Regions from separate parts of the Mus musculus genome. Here region 2 is linked to region 1. Evidence: chromatin contacts called from public HiChIP or PLAC-seq data. All regions are on one chromosome and are shown on one strand. Each heading gives the region's core, a stretch centred on a gene start, on an enhancer-like site or on the middle of the called end of the contact. The rest is flanking DNA. Distances are from core to core; before and after follow the strand shown. Region 1 overlaps Tbc1d5 (TBC1 domain family, member 5). Region 2 has its middle 30 kb from the start of C330011F03Rik.

The links. HiChIP or PLAC-seq counts read pairs in DNA pulled down with a chosen protein or histone mark.
Region 2: a contact with region 1 is called in an H3K4me3 HiChIP or PLAC-seq map of bone marrow-derived macrophages, with 5 times the contacts expected there. The contact joins two enhancer-like sites. A contact is called at or near these places in 3 of 484 Hi-C or Micro-C datasets (bone marrow-derived macrophages and cerebral cortex) and 2 of 115 datasets of contacts at active chromatin or transcription factors (bone marrow-derived macrophages and large pre-B cells).

The regions. Positions count from the first base shown.
Region 1 is chr17:50,991,882-50,996,586 of GRCm38.p6, reverse strand. All of the region lies in intron 3 of Tbc1d5 (TBC1 domain family, member 5), which reads left to right. Among named protein-coding and RNA genes, the nearest start is that of Gm31083, 110 kb to the right of the region's middle. Within about 2 kb of position 2,771, at least 121 of the 459 cell types and tissues checked have an H3K27ac peak or open chromatin away from gene starts, as enhancers often do. A contact at or near this core is called in bone marrow-derived macrophages, where this site is marked.
Region 2 is chr17:51,475,718-51,480,422 of GRCm38.p6, reverse strand. No RefSeq gene overlaps it. Among named protein-coding and RNA genes, the nearest start is that of C330011F03Rik, 30 kb to the right of the region's middle. Within about 2 kb of position 2,857, at least 23 of the 459 cell types and tissues checked have an H3K27ac peak or open chromatin away from gene starts, as enhancers often do. A contact at or near this core is called in bone marrow-derived macrophages, where this site is marked.

The DNA of each region.
Region 1 (4,705 bases), core at 1,522-4,021:
TATGGACATGTGTTTTCATATCATTTAATTGTAGGAACTTTTAAATTTCCTTCTCAATATCCTACAGTGAGTCATTCTTTTTTTTTTTTTTTTTTCAGACTACAGTATTTCTGCCCATGTCATCTGTGAGAGTGGCTTCAACCAGCTTTACTGTGCAAAGTTTTTCTTTCAATTTCTATTACAACAGTGAGTTAGAGTGGGTTTGATATGGTCTAGGGATCTTGATTACATTAGCTCTTTCTGCCAATTAAAGAATTAAAAGGGAAGAAAAATCTTAAGCCCAACATGTAATAATAGAGGATTCTCCAGTACCTCAGAGAGAAACAGCAATTGAAGAAAATTGATTATTGTAGGTGAGGAAACCCAGTAAGGACACAGAGAAAAAGACCTTCTACAAATCAGAGAAGGAACTAAAACATCGCCTGCACCCCCAAATCAGTCTTTCTGGAGCTGGGATTTTTAGATCTCCAAAGTGTTTCCTTCCCCTAACTTAAGGTTGAACAGTTTGAAGAAAGCTAGAATCATTGATTGACACAGAACTCTTGTATCATATTTCCTAAGCAGGCCTTGAACTTGTTTAGCCAGTTCATCAGCAGCTAGTGTGTAACAAAAGATTGCAAAGCCTTTGTTTTAAGCTTTCAGGCTTTTGTCTCAAGTCAGAAGGGTGAGGAAGAAGCTGGCCATCTCGGAATTCTCCTACCCAGGCATGGCCCCCTCCCTACATGTCTGCTAACTAGGTAGTCTGTCTACCTCCTAGTCCTTCTATGCTTTGGGTATGACTTAGTCCTTTTCTTTTATAGCTTTTACTATACTTTTTTTGTTGTTGTTGTTCCATATATTTAATGTTTTAGCTGTAACATTTTTATTATACTTGGGCTCACAACTTGTGCTCCAAGTCAGATCTGCCCACCCATCTTCAATAAGTCAACTTTAAAAAGCCATATTAAATATGGAATTCATGAAAGGAGATTTATTCACTGTGGCCACATTGGGAAGAGGGACAAAAATCTAGAAAATGTTTCAAGTTTGTCTTCAGTGTCCTGAAGGGAGATCACATTTAAAGAGAGGACCAAGGATATGCACAAGTAAGCAGTCCCACTCAGGGTGTGCTCCATCCACCACTATCGGATCCCCAGTCTCACCCTATTGGGTGATCTACAGGTTGTTAGGGTTGTGAGAAAACTCTTTCCTGGAAACAAAGGTCCTCTTTTGGTTGCTGCCTTTTCCTTTATGTAACATTAAATTTCCTGAGAAAATTCCAATTTGTTTGAGGCCCATTGTTTCAGTAGTCTTGATAGTCAAGTTGACTCAAGCGTCTCTTTAAGATATCTCCATTTCTGTTAGACTGGTTACAGTTTCCTACTTTCTGTCTTAGCATCTCACTCTTGAGGTGCAACATGTCTATATTGGAAACAAATATAATGCAAATAGGGAGTAAAATTAGAACATGTTTTCTTAATGTGGGGCAGCAATGCATGCAACCCATTTTCATAAGCTCTTGGTCTTTTGTTACTTTTAGAAAGGTTGGCTCAGGCAGTTTCATCTTGTTGTTTTGAGAGGGTCTTTTCAAAATGCCTAGGCTGGCCACAAATTTATGAACCTCTTCTTTTAGCTTTACAACTCACAGGAAAGCACACCATGACTTCTGTGACTTTATATCAGTTCTTCCAACAATCCCCCCCCCCCCAAGCCCCTTGCTTCTGAATAGTATTTTCTGAAGACAAAGTCTAGTGCTTTGTTTTCCATAGTCCTTCAATGCTGGGGAATGATCACCCTGGTTGGTCTGGTTTGATCCCATGTTTGGAGATATAAGTCAGGGAGTTCATGCCAATAAACCCTTTATACCCAAGCTAAGCATATGGTGTACTGAAGAAATGACCTTTAGGTCAGACATGCGAAATCCATTCTGTTTGTGCTATGGGTAATATCCTAGCATCTCAAAAATGTCATTCGGGTTCCTTATCAGAAGCTATACTTCTCTAGTTATATTCTGTAGAATGTTATAAGGCTTTTCACTACCATAGCTACCAAATCATACACAATTGTAAGCCATAAGTCTTTTACAAAAACATAACCAGTACTAAAACTACTATAAACCCTGTAAACAGTGTGGTCAGGATCTGCCTGCAATCATCCACATTTGCCTATATGTATAGTTAAAGAGCCTATAGTTAAAGATTCTGAAACAGAATGGTTTTAAGTCTTCCAGTTATACAAGTCACTGATAGAGAAGGAGACATAAACCATGAATGAGTGGAACTTCCACCCCAGTCACTACTCACATTACTCAGATTACCCCAGTGTGACTAGAACACTTTACAGGGCACACAGAGCTGCTTAAGCCTCTAGGATTAGACTGCAGGGGTTCTCTTGGATGAGAGGCTGGGCTGTTGCCCTCTTCCACACAGGGAACAGGACCTTTTTTCACCTAGAGCAGTATTCACCTAAGTAAGACAGAACCAAACAGTCAGGAAGAGATAGATCAATTTCTTCTAGAATGGCTGAGAGAACAGGCAGAGGTTTTGACTTCCTCTGAGTGCCCTGGCCAAGACAAATGTAATTTAGAGTCAATACCACAAGAGCACAGGTTGTAAGCCAGAATGGAAGTACTTTTTACAAGAGAACGATTGTTTACTACAGGGAAACTGGTGGCTGCAACACTTGGGAGCTGCTGGTGTAATCATAGCAAAAGGCAGTAGCCAGCTGCTGTGCAGCCACTTTCACCCCTGGAAAGCAGGATATTGCAGCATGGGTGGTCAGCCCACTGTGGCCTGTGAGCCTTCAGGAAGTCATGTGCTGTCTCAGAGATAGTAATGGCTACAGTCTTGCAATGACTCACTACTTCCCCATTTTAGATCTGTTTCTCCAACCAATATAACTGACAAAAACACACAAAGTGAAATAGACACACATCTCTCATACTGAGAGACACATAGTAAAGTCAGCCAGGGGTGGCTACCATACACTCATGTATCTGAACAGGCCAGGTGAGTTCTGTGATGCAGAATCTATGCTCCTGTATGTCTTCTCCTCTTGTGTCCTACCTAGATGTCACCTCCTGCAGATGACACTTAACCTTTGGAGTCATCCGAATCAGATGACTTTTGTCTTTTGGGGAACTGGATTCAGATGCTTCTAGAGTACTAGACAGTGATTGTTGGGAGAGGTTTTCCCCAGCGCCTGGGATAAATCAAGGTACATACCCTCTAGGACTCCTCTATAGCCAGAGTATTCCTTCCTACTCCTGTGGGTACCATCAGTTTTGGGATCCAGTCTCTAAGGCTCTCACTGGGGCATGGGCACAACCTGAACCTCTAAAATGCTTCAGGGAGTCCACCAGTTATGTCATAGCCCACAGTCAGTTAAAAGTCAATTCCTGTTAGTTGGGAGTACACTTAGATATTCTGTACCTAAATGTAGTATCGGACATTTAGATCAAAGTGCTTTTAAAGGCAAAACCCTATCCTGTATCTCATCTGGCAGTTATAGGTGGATATTTTGTGCAAGCAAGCAGTTTGGCAGAAGCTATAATACACAATAAACTGGAGTTTTAATAAAACAATAAATAACGTTTTGCTCAAGCAGGTAGTGTAACAGAAGCCCAGATAAATTAGCTGGGGCATCTTGACCTTAGTTTTTTAGAATCATTTAAGTAATTTTCCACAGGTTTCTCCATCAAAGAGATCAAATTATAGTTAAATCTGAAATGGACTCAGCAAGAATACAAGGTAGAGGAAACTCTGTACTATCTTGCCCTTTTATAGTAGGAAAGGCCTGTATTGAGGCAGCCTAATGAAACTCCTTATTCAAATATATTTTTCTTGCTTTCTGTTTTCTGTAAGATCAGTTCTAGAAGTGTTTAACAATTGCCTTGCCATTGAATTTTAAAATCCTAGGAAAGTTAACACATTGGTCCAGTTGCATGAATGCAAACTTGAATTAGAAAATGCATTTATTAATTAGGGCATACTTAACATTTTTCTAGATACCTTCTAATTTGTTAGTTTGTATAAAATCAATAACCAATTACTTTGATATCTGTTATGGTGTGTAGTAATAGTTAAATTTGATAATTAGTTTGTCATAGATTTTAAAATATAATAATATAATAATTTTTAATTTTCATTATTATCAAGTTTGTCATTTCTGTTAATAATTATGCATTATAAAATGGTAAATGCAAGTAATTATAGGTTTCAAATTTTATAAGCTATTTTTAAAGTAACAATTCTTTAATAGAAAATACATTTTACAAATTATATATACTTTCTGATTCATTACTTCTTGGAATTTTGAAGGACTCATAATTTTTTTAATTGAGTATGAAGGTTCCAGTGAGTTTGATTTATAGTGATAGATGTTTTGTAATATTAATGATATGCTTGAAAACATTTATCTTGGATTTTTTGTATGAACTTTGAAACTTTAGATTCAAAATTCTTTTAATATTGAATGAATGTATTCAATTATCAACTAAAAAACATGAATGAGATTAGTTACCATTGTTAACAAATGGCAGTTAATACCCTGCAAATAGTTTCTATTTGAATTTTTTAGATACAACAAAAAAGATATTAACTCCCTATAGTGTTTCAGTTAATGGATGTCTTTTCATTTTTATTAAGTTTTGCACACCCATTATTAATACTGTCTTAAGGAACCAAAAAAAAAAAAAAACCAAACCAACTTTTCTTAAGACAAAATG
Region 2 (4,705 bases), core at 1,608-4,107, 480 kb before region 1:
TTTTATAAATATAGGAAGCAGAAGGCTCAGGATGGGTGGATTGAAGTTTGGATCCCTAGTGGGTATAGAGGACAAGTGTAGGACAAGAAAGAACAAAACCAAACAAGCCCTCTGTGGAGAGCAGGCATGTGTGGACTGCCCTGGCCTCACCCTGAACACAGCACTCAGGCCAGCCAGTCTTGCTTCATGGTGCCTTTGAGCCACACACTGGACTGTGCATTTTCTCCTCTTCTCCATGGGTCCTGTTCCTGTGATGTTTAGGGGAGCTGGAGGGGTGGCTCAGTAGCAAGGATGGGTCATTATGCCATGCTTAGAATGGGAAACTGAAGCTTAAAAAGCGTGAGTGACCTGCCCAATGTCACACAACTGTTAAGAGGATAGAATTGGAAGTGGGCACGGACACAAAAATTTAACCAGAAACAGTCAACTCTTAACTGGAAAATGTGACCACTCTATGTAGTCCATACATTTTCTTTAAAGAAAAGAACAGGCTAGGCCACTGGACTGTGAGAGAAAGAAGATAAAAGGCAAAAAGTGAGCATTAACACAGACAATGAAAGAAATGGAGCCACCAGGCTGCAGCCTGAGTCAGGAAGCCAGTGACAGTCTAGGTGTTGCCTTGTGAAAGACAAGACCCAGTTTCTGGACTCTGGAGTCTAGGATGAGTATAAGGCGCTGTCAGATGAGACTTTCTATTGCCCAGTCCCGGTGACAGGTCACAAGGTAGAGGCAAAAAAAAAAAAAAAAAAAAAAAAAAAAAAAAAAAAAAAAAAAGGAGGCAAGCAGCACATTCTAACCATCATCAGAAGGGACCCCATGTCAACAACTGCTCAGCCACAGAGAAGCGGCTTCTCCAGCCTTACTGTCTCCAGTCCAGGGCTCCAGTGGTCCACACGTGCCTCGCTGGCACCGACATTTCCCTGCATTCTCCACTTCCTACAAAAAAGTATCCACACGGCCCTGGGAGCCTTTCTTCAACTAGAGGTACATGGGTGTTTTTGTTTTTGTTTTTGTTTTTGTTTTTGTTTTTGTTTTTGTTTTTCTGCACATGGAATGTTCTGGAAGCTCTAAGAGCAGGTTTTAGCCTAGGATGACCAGGCTTAGTAGACAAAAAGAGAAGCCTTTTCCCTGCTCCTTTTCTTCCTCCTCCTCCTCTTCTTCTTCGTTTGGAAATACTGCCTTACATTCTCACATGCTGTTTCCCTGAAATGTCTTTTCCAAACCTGAAAAGTCACCTAATCCACTTAGAAAAAAATCCTAAAATTAATTAAAGTAGAACTGGCTAAAGTGTAATAACACGTACCCCTAAGTCTCACTGACATAAAAATCACACTATCTTACAACAGGAATTCTCCCTCAGCCCCATGAGAGCTGGGTTTCTTTACTTGGGACCCTCGTCCTTGTAATGATGCCAGTGTCCTATATTGAGGCTCCCCGGTGTCTTTACCCAGCTTCCATACTGCAGAAAGAAAAATGGATGAGGCTTTTGAGCACCCTGTCTTGGAAGCTGGTGGCATCTCTGCAAATCCTTAGCCAGAACTTGTCATACAGTTGCAATGGAACTTCAAAAGATGCTGGCAACTGCCAGGAAGCATGGACACATTTTGGACCCACAAACCCCTGTGTTACAACCACTGCTCTCTCAAGCTCAACTCAGAAGTGCTTCTTCCACGAAGATGTACCCAGTAATTCCTGCCTCTTCCAAGAAGAATGAATTACTATGCTGTTTGAGCGTTCACAGCGCATTAATAAAACCTCTAGAGCCTGTGAGTCAAATGACCCTTTCACAAGGGTCACATATCAGATATTAATACCACAGTTCATAACAGTAGCAAAATGACTATTATGAAGTATCAACAAAATTAATTTTATAGTTAGGGTCACCACAACTTGAGGAATAGTATTAAAAAGTTGCAGCATTAGGAAAGTTGAAAACCACTGTCCTAGAGTTTTCAGAAGGCCATGTAATTTTGCTCTCACACTATCATATCAGTTCCTCAGAAAGACAAAATAATAATAATGCTTTTTTTCTTCTGTTTCTCCCATATTATTAATAGGGAAGTAGGACTGGGTTGGATTTAATAAATTTTAAGTGAAAAAATGATCTTTTGCATTTAACTTTGACCTTTTGTTTTCCACCCTCCCTAGTTACTGGAGCATAATGGACGCCTACACAAGGCTGTCTTTTACCCTTGATTCAGAAATGCTCCCTTGGCTGCATTTCTCCTTCTGAGAATGGCAAGAAAGCAAAGCCAGGGGAAGAGCCGATAAGAGTACAGCATCAGTACAGCAGTACAGCAGGCCTTGGATGCCCAAGCCAGGTCAGGAATCAACACTGCCCCTCCAGGCAGCAACCCACTCTCCAAGCTGGCCGCACTTCCGCCCATCGCCACCAAGAGCACAGTGTGCTGTGCTCCAAGCCCCTAGGGCAGCTGGCATTTCCAAGTCTACAGTCCAAGACTTTGTAAGAAGAGCTGAGCTGATACCAGCTGAGCTGAACTGATCCTCAGATGGCGAGGATAAATGAAGGGAAAGGAGCTATCTCAGTTCGGGGGCCGGAGGGGGGGGGGGCCTCTGAGAAAAGGAAAAATGTAAGCTTCCTAAAATTCACTACTCTTGCCATATGCTGTGACTTTCCCATTCATACCAGCAACTGCGGGAGACTCGGCTTCTGATTATAACATCAGGAAATTAACGAAGAGTTTATAAATAAGCTCTGACTCAGAGCACAGTCTTCAGGAATGTTCCCCAAGCCTTCTGGGAACTGTCGCTCCCAACAAGCCCTCACTCTCTAGGACAGTTCCTCTCAAAGGCCCTTACTACCTTCTCGGAACTCGGTTGCTTCTGACTTTGCAAATTCTCTGTTTTCAGACTGAGGACTCTCCACGACTTCTGGCTTCTGCCAAAACCCCAAATGGACTGTGGTTGGACAAGACCAGAGAGAACTTAAGGCAGAATGGTGGTTTTTCCTTTCGGTTCCTGTTACTGTCCTAAAGCACTATGACAAAAGTCAGGGGACTAAAGGTTTATTTTAGCTCACAATTCTATAATTGCCAGGAAGTCAAGGCAAGCACATGGAGCAGCTGGTCACATCATCTAAGTTATCACATCATGACAGCCATCTCCTCCCATAAACAACCTGATCTAGACAATTCCTCCATGAGACCGTCTTCTCAAGTATTCTAGAATTATGCTCTTACCATACAGGCCCACCCATGGGCATGTGGGTTTTTGACTATATAAGCAATTTGAGTCACATGTTATTAGTATAGCAATAGCATTCATGTACTCCAGCTTACCCCAGTGTACTGGCTAGTTTTGTGTCAACTTGACACAGCTGGGGTTATCACAGAGAAAGGAGCTTCAGTTGAGGAAATGCCTCCATGAGATCCAACTCTAAGGCATTTTCTCAATTAGTGATCAAGGGGGAAAAGCCCCTTGTGGGTGGGACCATCTCTGGGCTGGTAGTCTTGGTTCTATAAGAGAGCAGGCTGAGCAAGCCAGGGGAGGCAAGCCAGTAAAGAACATCCCTCCATGGCCTCTGCATCAGCTCCTGCTTTCTGACCTGCTTGAGTTCCAGTCCTGACTTCCTTGGTGATGAAGAGCAGTATGGAAGTGTAAGCCGAATAAACCCTTTCCTCCCCAACTTGCTTCTTGGTCATGATGTTTGTGCAGGAATAGAAACCCTGACTAAGGCACCCAGTCCTGTAGAGTGTGTACCAATCTTCAGGAGGAATAATTTTCCTGTCACAGTGCCATTCAGGTCCTGACACCAGATGATTCCAAAATGTCCAAACTCTGTAGCTTCTCTGGGCATCTGGTCAACCTTACATCAGGATGAGGTGACCAGAGACATCCCTGGGGGGAAATAGGCGGGTCTGGTCCTGATGCAAAGCCAGAGCATTTACCCATATGTAAGGGCAAGTTTATATAACTTTTAGGATGCAGTGCAAAGTGAAAAGGTAGAAATTGCCTAAAGATGAATTAAAATCCCAAGGCAGGAATGGTAGAAAGTACTTCTTGGTATGGGGTTCCATGTGACTGCCGCCCTAAGGCTGGCCTTCACTATGTGCTGCTTATATAGGTAGTCCTAAGCAATAAAGGGAAACTCTGGGAATTTCAGGAAAGGTACCTCAAAGCACAGGCTCTCTAAATACAAGATTGGGTCCAAGTGAAGCACTAGGTGAGAATTACAAAACAATTGATTCATCCACAGATCTCCAAATATCAAGGCAGTCATGATAGAAAATAGCTAAGTTGGGGGGCAGGGCCAGAGAGAGCTCTGTAATTAAAAGCATTTACCACTCTTCCAGAGGACCTGAGTTTCAACCAAACATAGTAACTTTATCACCAGGGGACTCTGATGTCCTCTTCTGACCTCCACAGGCACAGCATGTACAAACTGACACACACACACACATACACACACAAATAAAAGTAAATATCTATTTGTTTATTTATTTGATTATTTGTTTGTTTTAAGAAAACAACTAAGTACTTTATGAGGCACATGCCCAGGACAATATTACAATGGCCATCAAAATTATGTTTTTGAGATACTTATAAAATATAGATTAAATTATTGCACTATAAATTCAAGTAATTCAAATAATTCGCTATTATATAAGTATGCGTGCATAGAAAATTTTGTAATTTTAAATAGCAATGTAATTTCTGTTTTAGAAATTATTAATTTAATTTTGAA